2 separate regions of the Mus musculus genome follow, and region 1 is linked to region 2. A link is a contact called in public ChIA-PET data. All regions are on one chromosome and are shown on one strand. The core of a region is the stretch at or near the end of the contact, and the rest is flanking DNA. Distances in the headings are between cores, read along the strand shown. Region 1 has its middle 46 kb from the start of Stard3nl. Region 2 has its middle 27 kb from the start of Gm31887.

The links. ChIA-PET counts read pairs in DNA pulled down with a chosen protein or histone mark.
Region 1: a contact with region 2 is called in an RNA polymerase II ChIA-PET map of CD8 T cells, with 4 times the contacts expected there. The contact joins two enhancer-like sites. A contact is called at or near these places in 1 of 484 Hi-C or Micro-C datasets (bone marrow-derived DN3 thymocytes) and 5 of 115 datasets of contacts at active chromatin or transcription factors (the 230-238 cell line, CD8 T cells, effector CD8 T cells and 1 more).

The regions. Positions count from the first base shown.
Region 1 is chr13:19,347,033-19,351,854 of GRCm38.p6, reverse strand. It overlaps Tcrg and Trgc4. Among named protein-coding and RNA genes, the nearest start is that of Stard3nl, 46 kb to the left of the region's middle. Within about 2 kb of position 1,509, at least 8 of the 459 cell types and tissues checked have an H3K27ac peak or open chromatin away from gene starts, as enhancers often do. A contact at or near this core is called in CD8 T cells, where this site is marked.
Region 2 is chr13:19,218,407-19,223,018 of GRCm38.p6, reverse strand. It overlaps Tcrg. Among named protein-coding and RNA genes, the nearest start is that of Gm31887, 27 kb to the right of the region's middle. RefSeq lists an enhancer at 2,603-3,602. Within about 2 kb of position 3,173, at least 44 of the 459 cell types and tissues checked have an H3K27ac peak or open chromatin away from gene starts, as enhancers often do. A contact at or near this core is called in CD8 T cells, where this site is marked.

The sequences.
Region 1 (4,822 bases), core at 260-2,759, 130 kb before region 2:
TCTTTGCACATAAAATGTTTCCCTTTTTCACAAATTCATAGCTTTTTGTAGAAGAAGATTTTTCATTTCTATTTGCAATCAAACAGTGGGCACAGAAAAAAAAGAGTTTGCCTAATATGTATTGAGTAACCCACAGCATAAGTCTACAGAAGTGACTGTAAAGAAATGTTACCTAATTTCTTTATATATTTCCAAGTAAAAATAACAGCGCAGACATAAAAAAAAATAAAAGCACAAATACAACATAGAACATCTGAAGCACTGTAGAAGCCTGTAGTGCTCCTCCAGGAGACATGGACTATGGAAACCCAGTGCTAGCACAGTGGGATTAATAGGACACTGTAGAAGCAAGCACTAAAGAAAAGCCTGAGGCACCCTGTCAATCCAGGTTTCCCAAGACACTCGCCTGTCTCTCTCAAGGCTCTCACTAGTATATAATGGCTAATTGGACTTTGATAAGAAATATTTGCTGTTGTCAATTAATGTAGTGATGGAATTGGAGAGCCACAAAAATAGCTACTTAATGAGTCAAGGCCATGATTGTTTCTGGCATAAAGATAAGAGATCTCAAGTAATGAAATTTTTAACTCTGTCCTTGGTCAGGTCCATTCCTCATGTGGTACATCAGATTCTGAGTTCATGGCCCTGAGGAGATGGAAGAGCAGTTAGCCCTAGAATAGATGTATGAGTTTCATTTTGGTGTGTATATCAGGGGGAAGGAGCAGAAACTAGTACTCACTCTGATGACTAAACATGGTGAGTATGCTGGGTATCTGACACCGTGGCACTCTCATGAGTAACTGGGAATTTAGGTAATCATTCTCCATTGCCAGGTGAAGCACACTCTGCTGACAGAATGGACGTCACTCTTGCATATATGTACAGAAGGATCACTAGGAAGACTGGACCACTAGGCAGATACAGTGTGAAACCCATGTTCTTCCCCATTCATATAGCAATGCACAGAAGACAATACCTTATTCTGTGACTTAGGGGGAAAATGCAAAACTGCGAGGACATCAGTTGCTGTTTGATGATCTGAGTTGTACCCCAGATCTGAATGTGTGACATGTACAGAGGACTTAATATTAGCTCACTAGCCACATCTAAACAATGGAGGAAACAATTACAGTGTATGAGAGGAGTCACAAGAGAGACAGATACACAAGATACACACACAGAACCCAGCTCAAGGGCCTTTTGTCTAAAATGGACTCTGTAGGTATTAGGAAATGTGATTAGTAGGGGGAAAAAGTAGTAAAAAATCTGGAGCCCCTAGTCAAAATCGTATCGCACAAAGACAAATTGTTGATATGACTAGGAAACGATGGGTTTAAGATATAGTGTCACTCAGTCTAAACTGCAGTTCCAGCCATTATGGCCTTTCTTTAAAGCAGAGAAATTCAAACTTATGATGATTGAGATCATGTTCTCTATGACAAGATAAAGGGAAAGAGAGGAAACGACGATGACAACATACCCTTTCTTCCTTTCATGCAATCTTCCAGATCAGTAGCATTGTTAACTAGGAGAAATGAGAGCAAGTTCTACTGAGTTACACTATTTGACATTCTCTCTCCCAACCCCTCACACACACACACACACACACACACACACACACACACACAGGATGACACCAAAGGTTTTCCTCTAGCTTGCGCATGCACATATTCATGTGTGTATATGTTCATGTGTATACACACATGAATCCGAACACATACTGTCTCAGATCCCCCTGTTAACCCCATGAACACATGAAAACATGTAACAAAGACACTCTCATCGATCATAGGCTGGTCTTGAACATTTGAATCTTCTGCCATTGCCTCCCAAGTGCTCAGATTTCAGGCAGGCCTCACAGCACTTAATTTACAGCACTTACAGGCCTCACAGCACTTAATTTACAGCACTTACAGGCCTCACAGCACTTACTTGGTGCATCTTAATATTTCTTAGAAGATTGCATCTTTGTTTGTTTGTTTGTTTTGTTTTGTTTTTAGCTACCAGGGCTGAGAATTTCAGTGCAAATCTTTCTGATAATGGAAAAACACTTCTATTTTTGTTGGTAAAGTTTCAGATGGAAATTGTTTCTAATCTATGGTGACATGGAGAAAATACTGATTTACAATGCAACCCAGACTTCTGCTGCATTTAGCACTTGTTTTTGTTTGTCTTTTAACAAGAATCCAAGAACATTCAAAAGATGAGGTGATAGAAGAAAAACCCTTTTTCAAGAGGTAAAGGCAAGCATATATTCAAACTTACCATTTTCATGCCGCAAAACACTATCTCTGGGATTAACATTAATAGTTGTGAAAGCTAAAAGAAATTAAGGCACTAGTTAGTTATCCATGCACATTATTTGAAAGTATGTGTGAATTAATATATATGAAGTCTTGACACAGAGACCAGAGAAGCCATATTAAAAATTATGAGGCTCAAAACCCAAGAATAATTGATTTTTGAGACTTTATAGATAACAGTTATCATATAGTTTTACACACAAAGATACCAAAGTATATATTGTGAAGTATACATTTTTTTTACCATACCTGAAATACTATATTCCAGATTCCCTGCTTTTCTTCTGTATCTATATGTCCATGCATAAAAATTGCCAGAATGTTGCCCAAAAGATATGGTTAATGGAAAAAATTTCAGATGGGCTGATTTAAGACTTCGGACATCTCATGTTCTACCTACAGTGAATGTGTCTTACCTTAGAGTCAACAAAAGACTCATCCACCCTTGAGGGTGTCTGATTTAGGCCAATTTCTATCTAAGCAGAGAAGGCAGCCACAGCTTTCTCAATAATTCATTTCTCCAAGTTTCCTATCCCTATGCTTGGTCTCTAGAGGTCAGGTGCTTGTGGACATGCGGCTGAGTGCGTAAGAGCTGCTGTGGTCCATTCTGTGATCACTACTGCTCCAGGAACTGGGCAAATGCATCCTGGGCAGCATCATGTTTAGCTCTCCTGTACCACTAAAGGGAGTTGAATTCTAGATGTCCTAACTACAAATTAAAAGATAAACTTTAAAGAGCTTGAGTAACTCATAATGAGAGGGTCAATATTTAAAGGATTTGAAAGTGTGTGTGTGTGTTTGTGTGTGTGTGTGTGTGTGTGTGTGTGTGATTTGAAAGTGAATTTAATAGACAGGATATGTGGGAAATACTTTTGTAAATTTCATCAAACTTATAGTGAATTTATATTTTTCAACCAAAATAAAAATATTTGGCATAGGATACTTGTTTGAGAAGTTAGATATCAGTAAAGAAAAATAAGCATGACCACAAATTCATGAATTCTGACAAGTAATCTAGAGATTAAATCTTAGGAACCATGGGGTATGAAGAAGAGCTAAGTTAAAACTGGCTATAGGTCTCAAAAATGTATTCACTGAAACTATAATAGAACATTCTCAAATCAGGGAAAGATATAGATATCCAAGTACAAGACAGTCTTAAAATTCCAAATACAATCAGAAAAGAACTTCTGCATGGCCTGTTAAAGCCAAGATATGAAAACTACAATAGAAAGAACCCATGGAAAGCTGCAGAAGAAAAATACCAAGTCACAGAGGCACACATATCAGGCTTTCTGAGCTATTGAACTACAGCTATTTTTGTGTGAACATGCTGGTTATGGGCTACTGCTACAGAAGCCAACTTCTTTTGGTATAAGGCATTTCACGAACCCTTTCTAGATGAGTAACACTTTGTCCTCAAGTCCTGTATTATTATCCTCCAAATTAAAATCCTATCATATAAAGAATATATTGTTTTCTCTATAGTTACTTTTGGGGGAAAGCCAAGCCTTTGTAGGGTTTTTATTTTTTTGTTGTTTGCTTAAGTGTCTGGTTCTTTGAATCAATTTAAGGTGTAGGTTTTATTTATCAATGTTAAAAAGCAATACTAGAGTAATTTGGTATCACATATTCTCGAGTCATTAAATGGCGGGTGGGTGAATGGATGAGTGGTGGGATATTTGGGTAGATGGATGGAAGGATGAATGGATGGATTAGATTCTTCTTTGCAATCATTTAGAGCATTTCATTTACATCTCATTTGTTAATTTTCTATATTAATATGATGCCAAGGAAACAATTGATTTCTTTAAATATCACTCAGCACCCAGTCTGTTCTGCAAAATTCAGTCATTCTGTTTTTTTCTACTTAAAGCAGGGTATATCAAAAGCTCAAAAGACTAAAAAGAGGACAATACAATCTAAAACTTATCACTCTCAGTCTTCAAAGCAGATTCTGTGGGAGTAATGATGTTGGCAGCTAAAGGAAAGGAAAGGAAAGCAAACACTAGTCAGCTACCTACAACTATTATTTTACCGTATTTGTGTGTGTGTGTGTGTATGTGTGTATACACACACGCACACACACACACACATCTGTACACATGTGCATAGAGACTTAATGTCAAAAAAGACAGCCATTAAAACGTGAGCCTTGCAATTCCAGAAATGTTTGTTGCATTGTATGTAATTAATTCATATATGATGATGATTACATGTTTATTACAACTCAATGCAATTCCCAACACTGCCCTGTCGGGCCTATTTTTCTTGTGTCCTAGGTCCTAGAACACTGTCTGGAACAGAAGAGAAGATATATAACTACATGCTTAATGGAAAAATAAGAGTATCAGTTGATCTATGGCCCTGAATGTGCTTGGATTTCCTGTCACACTATAGAAAGCAAGCCTAGTCTATACAGTGAGTTCCAGGCTAGCCAGGGATACAAAGTAAGACTCTATCTAAAAAAAAAAAAAAAAAAAAAAAAAAAAGAAAATGAAAATCAACCTGCTAAGATA
Region 2 (4,612 bases), core at 1,924-4,423:
TGGAACAACATTATGAACTAACCAGTACCCCGGAGTTCTGGACTCTAGCTGCATATGTATCAAAAGATGGCCTAGTCGGCCATCACTGGAAAGAGAGGCCCATTGGACACACAAACTTTATATGCCCCAGTACAGAGGAACACCAGGGCCAAAAAAATGGGAATGGGTCGGTAGAGAAGTGGGGGGGGGGGTATGTGGGACTTTTGGGATAGCATTGTAAATGTAATTGAGGAAATTACGTAATAAAAATTATTTTAAAAAATAGAAAAAAAAACCATGGTAGAACAAAATAGTATTTTACTTACATGCCAAATAGGAAAAGCAAGATAGGAAGAAGAGAGAGAGAGAGAGAGAGAGAGAGAGAGAGAGAGAGAGAGAGAGAGAGAGAAGGAAAGAGGAGTAGGAAGGATCTTGAATCATATCTTATGAATTAAGATTAGTGATAATTAAGAGCATTAACTACATACTTTTATATAACTAAATTGATACTATTAGAAATCAAGATTCTAAACCAAGATTAAAGAAAAGAATACTGCAGATAGGAATGGGGTTTTCCAATGACAGAAAAAATGGTGACAACTGTTAATTGATGGCTTTGTTGGTGAGCTACTGAATTCCTCCATGGTCATATCTCATGTGTGTTTGACTCACCTCCACTCATAGTCCTGACCTGTGGTACTCAGATCACATCATGGTCTATTTCTGTGTGGTGAAGCTCAGTTTAACCTGATAATGAGTAACTGTTAATCTTGTTTTTCCTTGGACTGAGAAGATTTCTTAATGTATTTAAGTAACAATTTCATGGTAAGTGAAATGCCCTTTTAAAGAACTGAATTTTTATTTTTGAGCCTCAAATTTCTTTGATTCTTCTTTTAAAACATGCCTTAAGTCTTATGTTTTTAAACTTATGGCAAGGCACTTTGTATAGTTTTATAACATAATAAATTCACTATATCAAATGATTGGTTGTTGTCTTAGTCAGGGTTTCTATTCTTGCACAAACATCATGACCAAGAAGCAAGTTGGGGAGGAAAGGATTTATTCAGCTTACACTTCCATACTGCTGTTCAACACCAGGAAGTCAGGACTGGAACTCAAGCAGGTCAGAGAGTAGGAGCTGATGCAGAAGCCATGGAGGGATGTTCTTACTGGCTTGCTCAGCCTGCTCTCTTATAGAACCAAGACTAACAGCCCAGAGATGGTCCCACCCATAAGGGACCTTTCCCCCTTGATCACTAATTGAGAAATGCCTTGCAGCTGGATCTCATGGAGGAACTTCCTCAACTGAAGCTCCTTTCTCTGTGATAAATCCAGCTGTGTAAATTTGACACAAAAATAGCTCTTACAGTTGTATTTCTCCGGGTATAATTAATTTGGCCCAATGTATTAGAAATATGAAAGGGGGATGAAGAGATATTGAGAATCATGTAAAATGTTTTCCTTTTATATTGTTTTGAGTATAAAATGTATTTCTATGATGTGTCCAACTGTTTTCTAGGTATTGTACCTTGGAAAACAAAAGTACCAGGAAAGCATTGCTATCAATTTCCTGCCTATTTAGTAGTGTGAATAAATGGAGTTAACATCATGAAAGGTGTACATTTTTCGAAAGGTGAATATTCACTTTCTGCTTCCCAGAGAAGTAGAGCAGGAGTCCCCTTGTCTGTGCTTTCCTAGGACAGGTAACTGCACATTGCAGTGAGTGATGTTGGTGGTCTGGGTGGAAACAGTTTCTTTCTTTATTATTTTAAACAAATTTTCATTAGATATTTTCTTCATTTACATTTCTAATGCTATCCAGAAACTCCCCTATACCCTCCCCCTGCCCTGCTTCCCAAACCACCCAGTCCCGCTACCTGGCCCTGGCATTCCCCTGTACTGGGGCAGGTAATCTTTACAAGACCAAGGGCCTCTCCTCCCAATGATGGTCGACTAGGCCATCTTCTGCTACATATGCAACTAGAGACAGGAGCTCAGGGGGTTTTGTTTAGTTCATATTGTTGTTCCTCCTATAGGTTCACAGACCCCTTCAGCTCCTTGAGTACTTTCTCTAGCGCCTACATTGGGGATGGAAATGGTTTCTATGCAGATCCAGTCCTGCATCTGTGCCACTCTGCAAGTATGCCTACATCAGCAGTGCCATTGGAGGCTAGCAGGGAGACTGAGGTGAAGCCAAAGGTTACTCATGCTAAGAAACAGTGGAGGGAACTCTCCAGTGTTTGTTCTCGGGACAGGACCTTAGGCATTCGATGGTTCAAACTCTGGTAATTTCTTGTCTCAGTAATAAAGGTCCATGTACTCTGAACCATCAGCTAGGGCTAAGAAAGGCTTCATCATAACGATTTAAGCTGAGTTGACAGCTTGTTCCCTAAAATTATGACAAAGACAATAAATGAAGCCAGTTCTCTGAATAAGCATGCAACCCAGTGGAGAAGTTAGGCCACATAACAGACAGGATTATCACAGTATCTGATTCAAATGTGTCATGTTTTAATACTCTGAAAACTTAGCTCAAATGTTCCATTTATACTAATGGTTATCCTAGAACTGGAAAAATGAGGCCAAGTGCCCACTGCCTACTTTGTACCTAGCCTGTGCAACAAAGCTTAGGGATATTTTGTCTCTGTGTTCATATTTCTGAACATTTATTTTCTGATGCTAGTCTGTTGTGTACTTGTAATTCTGTTAATATTTTCAGTTAGCCTTTCTCAGAGGACTCTGATACCATTTTCCTCCTGGGGTGGATGCTCCTCAGTGAATGGCAAGTAGCACAGCTGTCCTTGGTTATCTGTTTCTGTGACTTCCTATAGCACATTGCTCTTGCTCACTTCTTCATTCTCCTATGCTACTTTGTTCAGGACACAGCTTTGTTCCTTTTTTTAATCTTCTTAGAAAATGAAGCAAAAGCTGCTTGAACACTTATATCAAGTGCTAGAGAAAAAACTTCTGATGGAATTATAACATGATACGGGGACACATCTCTCCTTTTCTGTTCCTTTCTTGGGTCCAGTGTCTACGCAGCTCCGGGAAGCATATTCCATGCTCAGCTGAGCATGATGAGCAGCAACCATAGCAAGCCCAGTGTCTGTCAGCACAGATGCTGTTTCAGGGCCACTTCCAGTACAGGAGGTTTTCTGTCTAATAGCTGTGGTCTTTCGAAAGCGAGCAAAAACTGGCTGTGGTTTAACTGCTCCTATGTTGTCTTCTAACGCCTTAGCAACATTTTGTGCTGCCCCAAACAGAGGAGGTTTGACTTTAACCATTTTCCAGGAAGCAACTACATAGACAGAGCAGATAACCAAAAGGAGCTTGAGAAAGTACAACTGAGTTGAGCCACAGCAAAGCCTTTCTATCTCTCTGTCCCCAGCACTTGCTGAGGCTTTGGGCTGCCAGGTGGACTCCAGCAGGAAGATGCTATGAGGCTTTACACCACAAGAGACATGTCTGCTGCAATTGACCAATGATATCAAGACTCCTGCCTATTGTCAGTTCCCAGGCATGGCATCTGTTTCCTAGTGCTGACATAGCCATGCCTCTGCTTAGAGGCTAGGAACAGGGCCTGGGGAGGTCTAGTCTGTTCAGGAGTATCAGGAAGTAGATCTGAATGCAATTTTATATTTTTTATTACTAAGAATTTCTCTCTCTGTGTTTGTATGTATGTATGCATGCATGTATGTATGTTTGTATGTATGTATGTATATATGTATGTATAGCCCAAATGATGTGTACCCTCATAATCCTTCCTAACAGAGCCTCTTCCCTTATCTCCCTTCTCCTCTGAGAAGGTGAGACCTTCTTAGGTATCCCCCAACCCTGGTGCATCAAGTCTATGCAGGACTAGGACACATCCTTTCCCTTGGAGCCCAGTCAAAGCAACCCTTTGGGGGAATGGATACTACAGTCCAGCTGTAGCTTTAGGGGAGAGTCTCTGCTCTAGTTACTGTGGGACCCACATGAAGACTGAATTTCTGTCTGTTGCATATAATAAGCCAGTCCATGTATGCACTTTGGTTGGTGGATCAATCTCTGAGACGTCCCAGGATTCTAGTGTAGTTGAATTTTTTTAGTCTTCCTATAGTGCTTCTATCCCCTTCAGGGCCTTCAATCCTTGCCCCAAGTCTTCCATAAGGGTCCCCAAGCTCCATCCAGTGTTTGGCTATGGGTATCTGCATCTGTTAGCTGCTAGGTAGAGCCTCTCAGAGGACAGCCATGCTAGACTCCTGTCGCCAAGCATAACAGAGTATCATTAGTAATGTCAAAGATTGGCACTAGCCCATGGGATGGGTCTCAAGAAGGGCTTGATTTTGGATGGCCTCCCTCCAGTCTCTGCTCCATCTTTGTCCATGTATTTCTTTTTGACAGGACAGATTTTGGGTTGAAAGTCTTATTGGTGGGCTGGTGTCCTTATCCCTCAACTGGGGATCTAACCTTGCTACAGAAGGTGGCCTCCTCAGGTTCCATGTCCTCACTGCTAGGCATCTTGGGTAAGGTCACCTGCATTTTCTCCTGGGACCCTCCCCCATCCCAGGTCTCTGGGACTTCCTAGATTTTCTCCCCTCTCGCCCCTGGCAGCTGAAGATTCCCACTCATTCTCCTGGTCTTCTGGGCCTCT